Regions from separate parts of the Anas platyrhynchos genome. Here region 1 is linked to region 2. Evidence: chromatin contacts called from public Hi-C data. All regions are on one chromosome and are shown on one strand. Each heading gives the region's core, a stretch centred on a gene start, on an enhancer-like site or on the middle of the called end of the contact. The rest is flanking DNA. Distances are from core to core; before and after follow the strand shown.

Evidence for each region. A called contact is a pair of places that touch in the nucleus more often than the background predicts.
Region 1: a contact with region 2 is called in a Hi-C map of skeletal muscle, with 1.5 times the contacts expected there. The contact joins the enhancer-like site here to the promoter of ATXN1 in region 2. A contact is called at or near these places in 2 of 8 Hi-C or Micro-C datasets (liver and skeletal muscle).

The regions. Positions count from the first base shown.
Region 1 is chr2:107,070,930-107,077,990 of IASCAAS_PekinDuck_T2T, forward strand. All of the region lies in intron 4 of ATXN1 (ataxin 1), which reads left to right. Among named protein-coding and RNA genes, the nearest start is that of ATXN1, 100 kb to the left of the region's middle. Within about 2 kb of position 5,577, at least 3 of the 8 cell types and tissues checked have an H3K27ac peak or open chromatin away from gene starts, as enhancers often do.
Region 2 is chr2:106,967,108-106,973,935 of IASCAAS_PekinDuck_T2T, forward strand. ATXN1 (ataxin 1) reads left to right here and starts at 2,682. Exons shown (of 7, transcript XM_072033323.1): 1 at 2,682-2,737.

The DNA.
Region 1 (7,061 bases), core at 4,327-6,826, 110 kb after region 2:
CTCTCTCCTTAGTGTACTGGCACATTTGCAAGATTAGTATGAAACTGAGGAATGTGCCAAAGACTTGTCCTTAAGCAGATCCTTACTGAAAGCAGTGGTAGAAGTTAATCATTTGTGTGAATTTGTGATCTAATAAAGCCTATGAAAGACTGATAAGATTAATTAATCGCTGCACTGAATTGATCTTAGGAAATCATAGACATAGACACCTCAATAGGATTCTGTATTTTCCACTTCTTTTCATGGCAGAAGTTTCTCTGTTAGCTCGTGTTTGAAACTAGTGAATAATACGGACTAGAATTTCTCTTTCTGAGTTCTGTGAATGTGTGCTTTGTATTGCTGAAGTGTATTTCACTATTTTGTGGACTTTGCAGGTCTTCTCCTACAGTGTTTGCCTGTGGGTATTGCTGCATGAAGCCTGGGGACTCCTAATGTGCAAGATCCTAGAGACTGTTAAAAGCAGTTAAGATGTAAAAATCTGTCCAGTTCTTTGTGTGCAAAGGGCGCTGAAATCCTTCGGTCCGTGCCTTAGTGAGAATTGCAGGTTTCAGGGGGATGAAATAAGAACTTTTATGGACGTGTTCCCTTCGACAATATTTCTTAAGTATGCAATAAATCTAGATGTGTATAATTGAAATTGTGGGAAAATCATGAAAACAAGGAAATCATTTTAGTCCTTCAGCGCCAAAGTAAACACAAAATCTGTCTCGCTCTCTGGCCCAGAGATTAAGCACGTGGCTTCATTTTTAAGCAAGTGGTGCAACCACTTCAAAAATTAAATTTCTTTGGGATGTGGAGGCTCCTGTTGAGTAGAGAAGTGTTCTTCACTGAGCTGTGAGCCTGACATTTGAGTGCTCTGCTCTTCTTTATGTTTTTATTCCCATACCTGTATATGAGTTAGGCAACTGGTGCTATCCCTGTTTTGCAGATGAGGTACAGAAGGGCTAAAGGACAAGCTCAGCAGTACGTAAGAGCTTGGTGATGTCGTGCTTTGACTTCAGTTTCCCAAATCCTAAGCAGCTATTCCATCCTCTAGATCACCCTCCTGTTCAAATCCTTCTCCCATGCTTTTGTTTTCTACCGATGCCACTCAGTTGCTCTTCCCACTCCCATTTTTCCAGCGTGATCACAGCTCAGTTATCTCAGCTGTCTTGCATCCCGGACTAGCAGGATTTATGCACTCCCAGACAGTGACATGTCACTGAGCAGTGTCTGCTTCTAAATTACTGCTTCAGAGAGAGAGTGAAGTTTGCCCCAGGGCTGTGGAACAGACTTCGGTCTGTGTATCAGCTCATAAAGTCCAGTCCTCTAACTTGCAGCTTACCCCTTGCGTTTCTTTTCTGCACTTGGTAGAATTGTTTTGTTATTTAAAAAAAAAAATAAAAAAAAAATAAAAAAACAAGAAAAGAAAAAAAAGATCAACAGTGCTTGTCTGTGCAGCTTACATTTATGCAAATTCCTTTTTATTTTCTCCTTCTGTCAATATCTGACTCACCTTCCAAATTTAAATATCAGTTGTAAAAAGACTCAGACCTTCAAATGGCCCTTTTACATGAACTATTTCTTCCAGGGATGTCATACACAAAAAAAAAAAAAAAAAAAAAAACCTGAAGTAAAAAATATGTGTAATAAACACAAGTCAGTTGTCCCAGATTTCTCTTTTCTCTGTACAGCTTTTCAGAACTGCTTTACAGCATGGAGACCAGAGGCTAAGCCCAGGGCTGTCTTCTGTGATCAGGGAGTTGTGACCACCTTTGTGTTCCACATATGAAAGGTGATGCCATTCGCCTCCTTCAGACCTGCTCTGTGTTAGCTGGAGGAGTGGAAGAGCCCAGACCCGTCCCATACCACAGTGAGCATGATCTCAAACTCAAGAGTGCTTTTCTCAGATGCTCACCCTCACTCCAGAAAACCTCCCTTTTCTTCAGAGCTCTTTGATCTCCTGTCCTGCGCCTGGCTCACAACTTCTGGGTAGGCTGCCCCTTGAGATTTTCCTTCCCAAACTTACAAATATTCTAGGGTATTTGTTGTGAAAAGTCAGTAACCCTCTGAACCTTAAATAACAGTGTTCCATGAGGTGCAGCGAGGTACATTCTCTCTGATGTAAGGTGATGCAGCTCCATCAACCTAGATAAACTCAAATGGATTTGTTCCAGCGTGCTTGCTTTTGAATGATGCTGATGGTAATCTTCCTCACACCTCACATTTCTTTCATGCTACACTTAAGAAGTTGGGTATTTAAAATCAAAGCATGTCCTCTGCTTCTTAACAGTCTTCATCATAAAGCTGTGAGGAGACCTGGGCACAGTCCAGGTACTTCTGGGTTATTTTCTTGCCCTGAATTTCTTCAGCACTCAGTGAGGTTTTTTCCACATTTGTTTACTGCTCTGCTAGCCAAAGTGGATCAGTATGGAGCCTTGCCGTGCAGTCTAGAAATGGATGAATTGTCAAGATGAGAGATCCATATATCTGCTTTTCCTGGAAGACTTAAGGGGAAATCAGGATGATACTAATGACAAGGAGGGTGAGTTGTTACGACTTCCCTGCCTCAACCAGTGACATTCCTGCAGTGCCTGACACTGAGATGGTGTTGGTGTTGTTAGGTAGTGTATCCAAAACCCATGTAAATCAACATTAACTCCAGTACACCCCATGAAATAAGAGTCAGGCCATCCCCATGTACGTCTTGTGATCTGAACAGCTCGTCTTTTTTCAGAAAATAAACATCTCTCTGGACTTGGTTTGCGCTTCCTTCTAGCAGTTCTGCTTGGAAGTGAAAGGATTTGGGTGGCTTCCCACCGTGAGGCTGTTTGCTGGACCGCTCTTGGTTTGGCTTGGATTCATTCATCTCTGGTTGGAGGAAGGTTTCCTTCTTCCCTGCTTCTCACTAGGGTTACTAGGAAAGCCTGGCCAGCACTGCATGCGCTCTGGTTCTTCCCAGTGTTTATTTACCTGTCCAGTGGAGGAAAAAGTGGAGATTGGTCTGTGTTACAGACCCATATAATGGGGGAATGCAGAAAACAAGGCATCATTGTTCGCAAAACGTGTTTGTTTGACTCAAACGGGTGAGAGCCAGGAAGTGCAACTCAATACAGTAACGTTAGATCTGTGTCTGGATGGGGTAACAAAACGCACAGGCTTTCTTTGTGCTCGAGCTCTCATCGTGGTTACACAAGTATGGCAGATACACCTCTTGTTCTCCTGGTGCAGATGTAGTCTGTCGTATCACAGGTGACCATCTCAGGATGGTTGAGGTTGGAAGGGACCTCTGGAGATCATCTGGCCCGATCCCCTGCTCAAGTAGGGTCACCTAGAGCATGTTGCACAGGATGGCATCTGGGCAGGTTTGGATATCTCCAGAGAAGGAGACTACAACCAATCTCTCTTGGCAACCTGTTCAGCTTGGACACCCTCACAGTAATGAAGGTTTTCCTTACATTCAGCTGGAACTTCTGTGTTTCGGTTTCTGTCTGCTGCTTCTCAGCCTTTCTTTGGGCACCACTGAAAAGAGTCCAGCCCCAGTGTCTTGACACCCTCCCGTAAGATATTTGTAGACATTGATGGGATCCCTTCTCAGCCTTCTCTAGGTTAAACAGGATTAGCTCTCTCAGCCTTTCCTCATAAGAGAGGTGCTTCAGTCCCCTCATCATCTTCATAGCCCTCTGCTGGACTCTCTGGGATGTCCATGTCCTGGGGAGCCCAGAACTGGACACAACTCCTGGTGTGGCCTCACCAGGGCTGAACCAAAGGGCAGGATCACCTCCCTTGACCTGCTGGCAACACTCTTCCGAATGCAGCCCAGGACACCATTGGCCTTCTTGGCCACGAGGGCACACTGCTGGCTCATGGCTTGCTAAATACAATTAGTAAGATGGGCCTTTTGTTCTGTTTCAGAAGCCATATGTGAGGAGAAAGTGCCTTTACAACTGCTCTGTCTGTCGCATTGTGGAAGTCCCCTGTGGGGGAAGAGAAGTTTCATACCTCACTGCCCTCCTCGTCTGTGGCTCAGCAGCAGTGGTGGTCCCTTCTACAGAGGGTTCAGGAGTGCAGCTCGCACCCTAGCAGGTGAAAAACACTTGAGTCATTTACATAGCAGCTCAGACTACAGCCGACCCAGCTACTGGAGCAAAGACCACAAGTTTTCACATTTGAGTCATCTGCTGAAAAGCTACATGTTTTTATAAAGAAAGACCGAAATGTTTGTTTTAAAGTAATTTTATTTGCTTTCTGGCAGCTGAATCATCTGACTCGTGTATGGTGAAGGCTATGTGTCAAAAGGATTTTCTTGCTGTCTTTCTGTCGGATGGCTGAACTATGATGATCAGCGTTCGACCCTGCTTGCAGTGATAAGAGTAATTGTTTGATTCTAGTGTGAGTATCAATGTTTGTGTCTATAGAAACCAATCAACACTTCCTCCTAATTTTTGTAAATAGGCTGTGACTGTGACACTTGGATTTCCTGTCTCTTGCCTATCTGAATCAAACAATTTTTGCAGACAGCGATGACTTGGCTTCTGCATTCACCATCTATTGCTTCGCTATTAGGCATCATTTCTATTAGAGCCTGCATTTCTTTGTCAAGATATGTCCAGGCACCGCTAGAGCTTATGATCTCTCAATTTTATTCTTCATCATGGATTTGTTTAGGGGCCTTTCTCAGTAATAACTGTAGGAAATAGCAGGTAATGTAAGAAAAGCTGGTTGAACTGCCTGCAATCAGCACTGCACAACATGTAGTATTTTTTCCAGGATAACCTTTTGAAGAGACATTTTTCCAAACTCAGTGGCTGTTTCAAGTTGTTTTTTTTTTTTTTTTTACATTTCAGCATGAATGATTCAGGTTGTCTTGAGAACAAGCTACAGAAAATCACTTTTTATACCCTTTTTAAAAATAGGCCAGATGTTTCATTGAGTAGCTGTGTAGCACCTTTACTCTCGGGGATGTGCATTTGAAATTTGGCTGTGGGGGTGCCCTGGTGTTAGGGATCTGCCTCTCATTTGCAGGAAAAGCTTCCTCTAATAGGTCAGTTTGTAAACTCAGAGATGTGTCATTTTTGTGGCTGCACAGCAGGGGGTCGTTAGGAAGAGCTGCAGTGAGTGTGCTGTGTTTTAAAGCTGAAGGGCTTGGCTTGATAACATGGCACCTTGTCTTGGCTTGGTTTGATAATGTGCCACTCTGTGGTGGTGAAATAACCTCCGAGAGGATCCCAGAGGTATCTGGCTGGCAGAAATATCTTGTGTGGTAACAGAGCCACAGAACAGTTCGGGTTGGAAGGGACCTTGAAGACCAGTGCCACCCCCCTGCCATGGGCAGGGACACCTCCCACCAGCCCAGGCTGCCCAAAGCCCCATCCAGCCTGGCCTTGAGCACCTGCAGGGCTGGGGCTCCCTGGTGGTGCCCATCTCAGCACAAGCTCCCGCGTGCTCCCTGCACCTCCTCTTGGGCCTGCCCTGGGGAGGTGAATGCTCCCCTGCTGGGTGGAGGCAAAACTGGGGTAGCACAGGAGAGAGTAAAGAGTAATTTGTAGCCTCTTCAGTTTATTTTCACCATAAGGGATTGCAAAACGCTTTTATACCAGCCTGCTAGCGCTTCTGAAGGGAGACAGTCATCACAGGAAGAGGGGCAGCTGGTGCCGAGCATGTGTGTGGGAGGAAAACCTCTTCAAATGGCATAGCTGGGTTTGGAAGGGACCTTTGTCCACAACCTCAAGCTCTCGGAGTCTGTGCGATGGGGAAAAAAAAAACTCTTCTCACAGGGGTGTTGTGAACGAGGACTAATTTTAGTATATCAAGCAGTTAGATAATGTGGTGACAGCCAGAAAATAACCTATGAGGGAATTGCTTGTTCTGTCTTTAAAGCACGGCTTGAAGCAGAGATATAAAAAAGGCTTGGGACCGATTTTAACAGCGAGAATGAAGCAAAACGCCGAGTACTGCTTATTCAATAACACCAGCCCTACTATACAATGAGTGGCACCATTTCCTGTGGAAAAAAACACTGCGATCGTAAAATTAAACAAGAAGATGAAGCGTTGCGTAATTGGCCATTTTCCTGGTATTTCCTTGCCTTTTAGCTCGTAATTTTGCAAACGTAGCACTTCTGATGGGTCTGTGTATCTTTGTGTGTGTAATGAACTGTTCGTGACCAAGCCTGCAGTGGCTCGGTGCTTTCTGTCCAAAGACTTTGGAGCGCTTTAATGAGGGCTTAAAGGACATTCGAGCGTCTTGCACTTCTGTCTGCGTGCTTCTTTAAACGTGTTTCTGTCTCCCAAAGCACTTCCCTCTGGTTGTTAAAAATGACTGTGACTTCAGCCAAAGGAGATAAGAGGGAGAATGTTTTTTTCTGACTTATTCTCTGCCAAACTTGGCAGAAATTGGAAGTATTGTATTTGTAAGCCCTTGCACAGCAACGGGTGAGCAAAAGGTAGAAGAAAATACGGCCGTGAAACCAGAGATGTTATCGGCGAGGAAGCAGAGCCAGGTGAGCTCTCATAACTAGGCTTAAATCATTTTGAAAACGTTGAAGAGGGGAAAGGATCTGCGTCTCGTGCTTCCACTGAGCTTGTTCAAGGAGTTGGGTGTCTTGCTGTGCGGCAGAGGAAACGGATACCCCGATAAGTGAGAAATGAAAAGGACCAGAGGGCCTGCTGGCAGCTTCCCGAGGCGCTGAGCGTGCACTGCCCCGGCGGATTTCACCTGGAGCGAGGAGCATTCAGCAGCTCTGGCAAGCAGGCAGGCAGAGTCTGAGGCACACAAGTCAGCCGGCAGGTGAGAAAGCGCCGATCTTCACACGTTCACCACAGAACAAACTGCCTGGGAGCCCTCAGCGTGACAGCAGCCCCCCGGTGCCTGCCCTGCCTGCGCCCTTGTGCCTTGCGGTGAGGCAGAGGCAGCTCGGGCAGCCGCTGCAGCGTGCCCACGCCTTCGTCAGCCCTGCTCTAGCTCTGTCCTCACAAGATCTGCCTGTGGCTGTAGTAAAAGGAGAAGCAGCACGGTGCTGGGGAGCTGCTTTGGGCTGTCCTTGCGCAGGCGTCGCGGTGTTTTTGCTGCTGGGAGCCCTT
Region 2 (6,828 bases), core at 1,432-3,931:
CACCTACAGGCTCTATGAAGCATCCTTGGGGTGTACAGCAGCGGTGAGCTCTGTCCCCGCTGCCCCCTCCTGCCACGCTGGGCACACACAGATATGGATGTGTGTGTTTGGATGTGTGAATTATCGGAGGAATTGCTTGCTGTTTCCCACCCTCCCTCCCCACTCCATGCACCCCCCTTTACCTTTTTAACCAGCAGAGGGAATCAGAGGGGTTCAAAAATTAGAGGACCTGGGCGTGATAAATGATGAAAGCTCTGCAACGACTATACCAGGCTACATAGACATAAAAAAGGGCTGGAGCCATTATACAGCAGGGAAGGTATAGCCTAGCAAATAGGGCTTCAGTTTGCAAGATCATAGCGGTGTACATGTATTAAACAAAGTGTGCCTGCAGGTGGGTCACTCGGGAGGTGAGGGCAGTGGCAGTTCCTGTCCGTATGCAGCTATCTTGGTTACTTCTGGGCATGGTATTAATGCTGGGGAGTGACTGACAGAAGGAGCAGTGCTAGGGAACAGCAGCCAAAGTGCCTGTGGGGCGGCAGAGGGACCTCAGCTGGGTCTGTCTCTGGGCTAACCTACACTGCTTTTACTGGCAGGCAAAGGGTGTTTATCCCGGCAATTACTGCAGAGGAGCTGGTGTCCTGTAAATCCACACCCTTGATTGCCTCACCTTAAGTTGCTCACAAAGGCATACCCTCAAGCACGTAGCTAACTTTGTATGTGTGATTCAGAACCACTGAGGCAATGGGACAACTTGTATGCCTTAAAGCAGACACCACGTTTACACACCTAGCTGACGATGGCCCGAACAAGGGAGAGAAATGACGTGATGTTTCTGTCCTAACAGATGGGATTTATCATGGAAAGAAAGAGGAGAGAGATTAAATGGCAGGAAAACCACCACGTAATCCAACTTCTGTAGCATTTCAGATTTTTCAGACCTGATCTGCGTATCAGTGTGTGAAATAATCTCCTGGGGTTGGTAGGAGATGTCCCGTCACTTCAGATTTTAATACCAGTGTAAGTTGGTTGACAGGGGTAGTTTATGAAAAGAAAAGGGTTTTAGCCTGTGCTGCTACATAAGTATGAAAAAAATGTAAATAGTATCATGGTTTTATTTTTGTTTACATGAATACTGTTTTGTTTTGTCCTTGATATGTGGAATTGTTGCTTTTCTGAGTCCTTGGCTAAGCCTTGGGAAAAGGGAGTGTTCTATATTGCTTTAGTAGTAATAATACTTCTACTCTACTGTGTCATCACTGTTTTGCAAGATAAAAGGTTCATTTTTACTATTCCTTTTCTACAGGCAGAAGAATGGAGTCGGTGAGCATGTGACAGAACTAAGACCAAGACAACAGGAGTCAAAACCAGGTTAGATTTGCAGCAGAAGCAGTGAAGTCTTTAACAGAGCAGTTTGTGTTACAGAGGCATTGGCTAGACCTTTTCCTTCTTGGAAGGACAGTTCAGGGGGAATATGAGAGATGTCTGCGAAGTTCTGGGTAGCGTGGAGTGTGTGGGTAGAGACTGGCCACTGACTCCGTGCAAGAACCAGGAACACGGGATGAAGCAGACAGAAAGAGACAAATCTTGCACCAGGGACTCGACCTGGGCAATGTGACATAAGAGACAGTGGATGTGTGAAGTTTACACGTGCTCAGGGGAAGACTGCACAAGTCTTGAGAGAGAAATCCACCAAGGGCTACTAAGCAGGAAAGAAATCACATCCTACTCAAGATGCACCTTGAGTTGAAAATAGCAAGAGTCTGGAGAGTATGTGGAGGAAGCAGTACATGGCTGCCTATGCCTCCTGAGGTATCTCCTTATGACCACTGTTGTCTTATGGCCTCTGTATAGCCATTCTTAGGTCCTTCTGTGCCAACAAAATGAGAATATGAGCTGTGATAAATCTATAGTGAGGAACCATTTCAGAACTAGCATCTCTTGTGTGTGAATAGCTTGTGATGAGATGGTCCTGCCCTCAGGTGTCCACACCGTTCTCGCAGCTGTTCTTGACCCCATGGCAGAACAATCCTTGTAAGAGCAAGTCTGTCCCTGTGATAGTAGGTACACTTCACAAGGGCTTGAATTTTTTGATTTTGTGAGAATCCCCATGGCAAAAGACACACACTTTGAGGTAAGGCTGAAGATGTGCTTTCAGCAGGCAGGTGTTTCTTCCTGTACCGGGATGCCCAACTCAGTTCCTTTTGAGAAAACTGCTTTCATAGTGCTGTATTTTTCTTTCAATTGCTGAGTGCCAGGACCTCTAGTTCTTGGAAAGGTATCTTTCACTACCTTAAGTGTAAATAAATAAATGATGTCATATGAGGACAATATGAGAGCAGATGCAAGGTAGGAAGGCAGGTGGAAACTCTCCTGTGGAAAAAAGTAGGCAGGGAGAAAGAGAGACATCATAAGGCATTTCATCCAAGGTGGAAACAATTACTGACATTAGTAGAAAGGCATGTGCTGAAGGGTAAAGAAAGAACAGGAGGATCTGGAAGATCTCTGAGGGCAAGATGCTGCCCTCAGACTGTAAGACGTCAAAGCAATGCCGGTCTAGTTTTGAACCAGTCTACATAAACTGAAATAAATCTGATTTAATGTGATATTCTACCTCAGCCTTTCCAGGACTTTTTTTTTTTTTTTTTAATTTTGAAGTTTCAGGCTTCTTAGGACACCACATCTCCATGATCCTGCAGAAGAAACAGGCAAAATACTCCTTGTAGTTGGATGAAAGGTAAGTTTACTATGTTGTTTGTCAAAGGCTTGCAAGCTGAAGACTTCCTACTCTCCAGAAAATTCTCAGTCCTGTCATGTCTACAGTCCTCTGCCTGAAGATTTTCCTGTTGACCATGACTATGGATCAAATCTAAGGGGGCATAGCAATTCATTCATGCCCAATTTATCCCACTTAAATCTTTGATGTTTATACACCGTTCAAAGTCTCCATTTATGTGTTCCGAGTGGCCACAGATTTGTGGCATACAATGCCTTTTCAAAACAAACAAAAGTGAAGAAATAACATCCTTTGCTGTGTATGAGGTACTAATATCTTGGGACTATCACTCTACTTCTGGTTACTACTGTATTAGTTATTAGTTCTCCTTTTGACAGTGCAATGGAAAGATAGGTACAAAATAACTCTATTCTTGGATGTACAGCAACTTACACTTATTCCTGTCTTGAAACCAAGGTGGGAGCCCAGATGTGCCAACATTGGCTGAATTTGGTAAACTTCAGCTCCAAATTTTCATGAGGGCTTTGAGGCCAAGGCCCTTGTGTGTTATATTTTGTGAAGAGGTAGAGGCAGTGAGGGCAGAGAATAGCCGTTATTCATATGCTGCACCTTTTCTCAATAAAAGATGTTGTAAAGATTTTTAGCGTGTGGACAAAATGTGCAGGCTTGGCAGCAGGGCTGAGCTTATTGGCTCTGAAGGTCTGTTAGGTCAATGATCCATGAGGTTGGAAGGATTTGTTCAATAGACTGGAACAGCTCTGTTGGGGCCATTAAAGTACTGAGGTGTCAAAAACCCATGTTTTCAATTCTTAGGTCTGTTCAAACAGGTAGCTCATTCTAGCCCCTTCTTCTCCTCCCATGAAAACTCATTGCGCTTATCAGTATACGTATAGCATTGATCAGCAAGACTGTGAACAGGCCTTAGAAACCACATTGCCTTTCTGAAGGTTAAGACACTTAAGAAAGTCCAAGAGTTACTTCCCAATCCAGTGTTAACATGATGGATGCTAATCTAATCTATCTAGGCCATAACGCCTGTAACAGACCAAAAAAAAAAGGGCAAGTGAACTCCCAGATAAGTCCCTGTGTCAGGTATGGTTTAAAGGGAAAACCCGTGTGGACTCTGGCTGCTCCCTGCCAGAAGCCAAGAGCCCTCTCCCAGAGAGTGGCGGGTGAATTCTCGTTAGTTCTTCACCGTCATTTTGGTTGAATGTTAATCCTCGTTAACAGCGCTGCCTTGACAGCCCTGGAAGCCAAGAATTTTCCACACGATGGAGCCTCCCCTGTGTTCTCTGCTGGTGTACTTTGACCCTGATATGAAGCGATCACTTCTAGGAATAAAACGGCTGCTGAGTTTCCATTCCCTGTTGGCCCTTCTGCGCATGCCACCTGTAGGGGTAGGTGCGGTGCCAGCGGAGTTATGTGGAGGCCAGGACATGGATGGAGGCCCCGGACATCTTGACACCACAAAGCACCTAACAACTCACACCAGTTATTACTTGAGAGGTGCCTAGACCAACTAAGCACCTCTAGAGAAGGCTTAGCACTTTTATTTTCCACTGGTCATGGCTGAAACAACTTCTGGGGCTAGGTGTGGCTGTGGTCAGTCCCAGGGCTGCCACTGGTAGGTTAGCTGCTTTTCCTTCTAAGTCAATGGCCTGACGGGCAACATATTCAAAAAACTACGTCAGTCCTGATTTTAAGACTTTATAGGAGTCTTTTTTTTCTTTTTTTTTTTTTTTTTTTTAATCCCTTAGTGAATTGCTTTCCTTGTTTAAAACAAACAAATGAAAAAAAAAAACACACCACCAAACTTATTTTAGATCTGCATCTAAGGAGCTATTGTTATTTTAAAGCTATTGAAGCCATTGTTATTTAAAGAGCAACTCAAGTGCTTCTTTTCAAAAAACAAGACAATGATGAGGTACACGCTTTTTACGTAAATATCGCATTACTATATGATAAGGAATGGCAAACAATGGTTTGTGCAGTGCCCCTACAACCCATTCCTAGGCACAGTGTGGTAAAATAAGTTAACAGCAGCCTTTCCTTTGAATTCACTTGCAAAGGACCTCAGCATATTAGACCGTAGAGTTGTCTGAGTCGCAGTGTAGTACTACATACTTGCTTAGTCCTCATGAATGCTTTGCTCTCATTTCACTAAATGTTAATTTGCATGAGATATTTGTGGCTTTTAAAGAGACAGCATTGGTTCTCCGTGCCTACCAGTCTAATTTCCTTCCATCTGAAAACAATCACGGGTAAGAATTCTGGAAAACTTCATCAGCATCCCTGTTCTGACAGGGTATACACTAATTTCTAAGCGAATTCACAAAAAATAAAGATGTTAGTCATATCTTATTATGTTCACACAAGTGGCACTTCAAGTTAAAGAATACATTCTAAATATGTTATTGTTCGGATCGTGTACATGTTTAGCTTCTCGGAGGAAAGCGTACCTTAATTAGCCAGCTGTAATCCAAATTATAGTTTCTCATTTGCTAAAGCTGTTAAAATACCTTAAATCAACTGCCTATGTCTGAAATAATAATGAAAATAACTGCATTAGCAAAAATTATCTGAATGCTAGCAGGCTATAAATAGATAGGAGGTGGATTGGACAGTCGGCAGATTCTGAGTTGGAATAAAAACATCTTACTTAAGCCAAAAACATGGCAACCAATATTTTCTGTTATAAAAATATTTGAGATGAATTTAGTTTTTATGAAAGCTGTCTGAAAGTGAAATGAATAGCAGTAGTTCTCTGTTTATTTACAAGCCAGTATTAGTACCTGAAGCACAAAGACGGGCACCTTAAGAGCAATGCCAGCAAACCTTTGACTGTATTGAAAAATCCTTTTTTCCATGGGATGGGAATGATGGCATGTTTGTGCTCTTTCAGAGAAACCTCCACCTTGATAATGCTTGTCATCTGAGCAAACGGTATGACAGGTCTGTGAAGTGGATTACTACTGTCCACTAGAGGCTGTAATGAGACCAACAATGTCATTTTATGACAAATTGAAGACTTAGACTGTAATAATCGATAATTGTAAAATTACTTTTCACACGCAATACGTCATCAATCACTGGATTTCCCTGAATGTGAATGTTTCAAAAAAATCCACATCCTTACGCCTCTTATTTTCCCATTTTTCACAGATGCTGTTAACTGCATAATACATGCATGTAGATGACACTACAACTGGTATATCAAAAGATGGTTTCTGATAGACAGTGTGCATCTTGCATGTCAAATTGATAACTACCTTTTGGTCAAGAAGGTATTCAGCTGGGAGTCATACCAGTCTCAGCAGGTCACTGGCAGGAGATAAAACATCTTGAGTGGTGGGGGGCCTTGTGGCCCACTCACCACCGAGGTGTTGGAGCCCCTCTCCGTCCTGCCCCTCTCCACTCACGTTGTCTGGACTGCCCTGGTCTGTAATCACGTCTCTTTTGTGCCACAGATGCCTTTTTCTCCTGTCTTAGTTCTGCACTTGTGGGTCAATAGGCCGCACTGTCTTAATGGACAATAAGGGCCTTTGTGCCGGCTGTTCAGCAAAGATCACATTCAGGTGCTGTTTCTCACCTCTGCCTTCACCAGAGCTTCCATATTTTGTGGTTTTCACCATGGAGGGACTATTTTGAGCCCCAGTGTTGGCCCTCAGTAGGGAACTGCAGAGGCACAATGACACCTTGAGACGTGGTAGCACAACCTGGGTGTCGGGAAATGTCAGTGGAGGCGCAGTCCCCTTATCTCTATCATCTTATGCAACCAACATCCATCAAGTCGAATGGGAGGTGAGCGATGGCTCACGAACCTGATGTGGCTGGCTGCAGTTATGGCACTTCCCAAAGCATTGCTAGCTCAGGAAAATGAATATTCCTTCAATTTACCATTGACTTACATTTTAGGGGTTTCTTTTCAACTCTGAGGCAGAAATATGGGCAGAGATTCGAAAGCCTGGAGCATGGCAAAAAATGTGGGTCCTGTGGCTTACACCGTAGCCACAGGACAGAGGAATACACAAGCCTCTTACATGAGTCTGCTGGAGAAGGGAAAGTTGCCCAAAGCTTGCTTCAGCATGAAT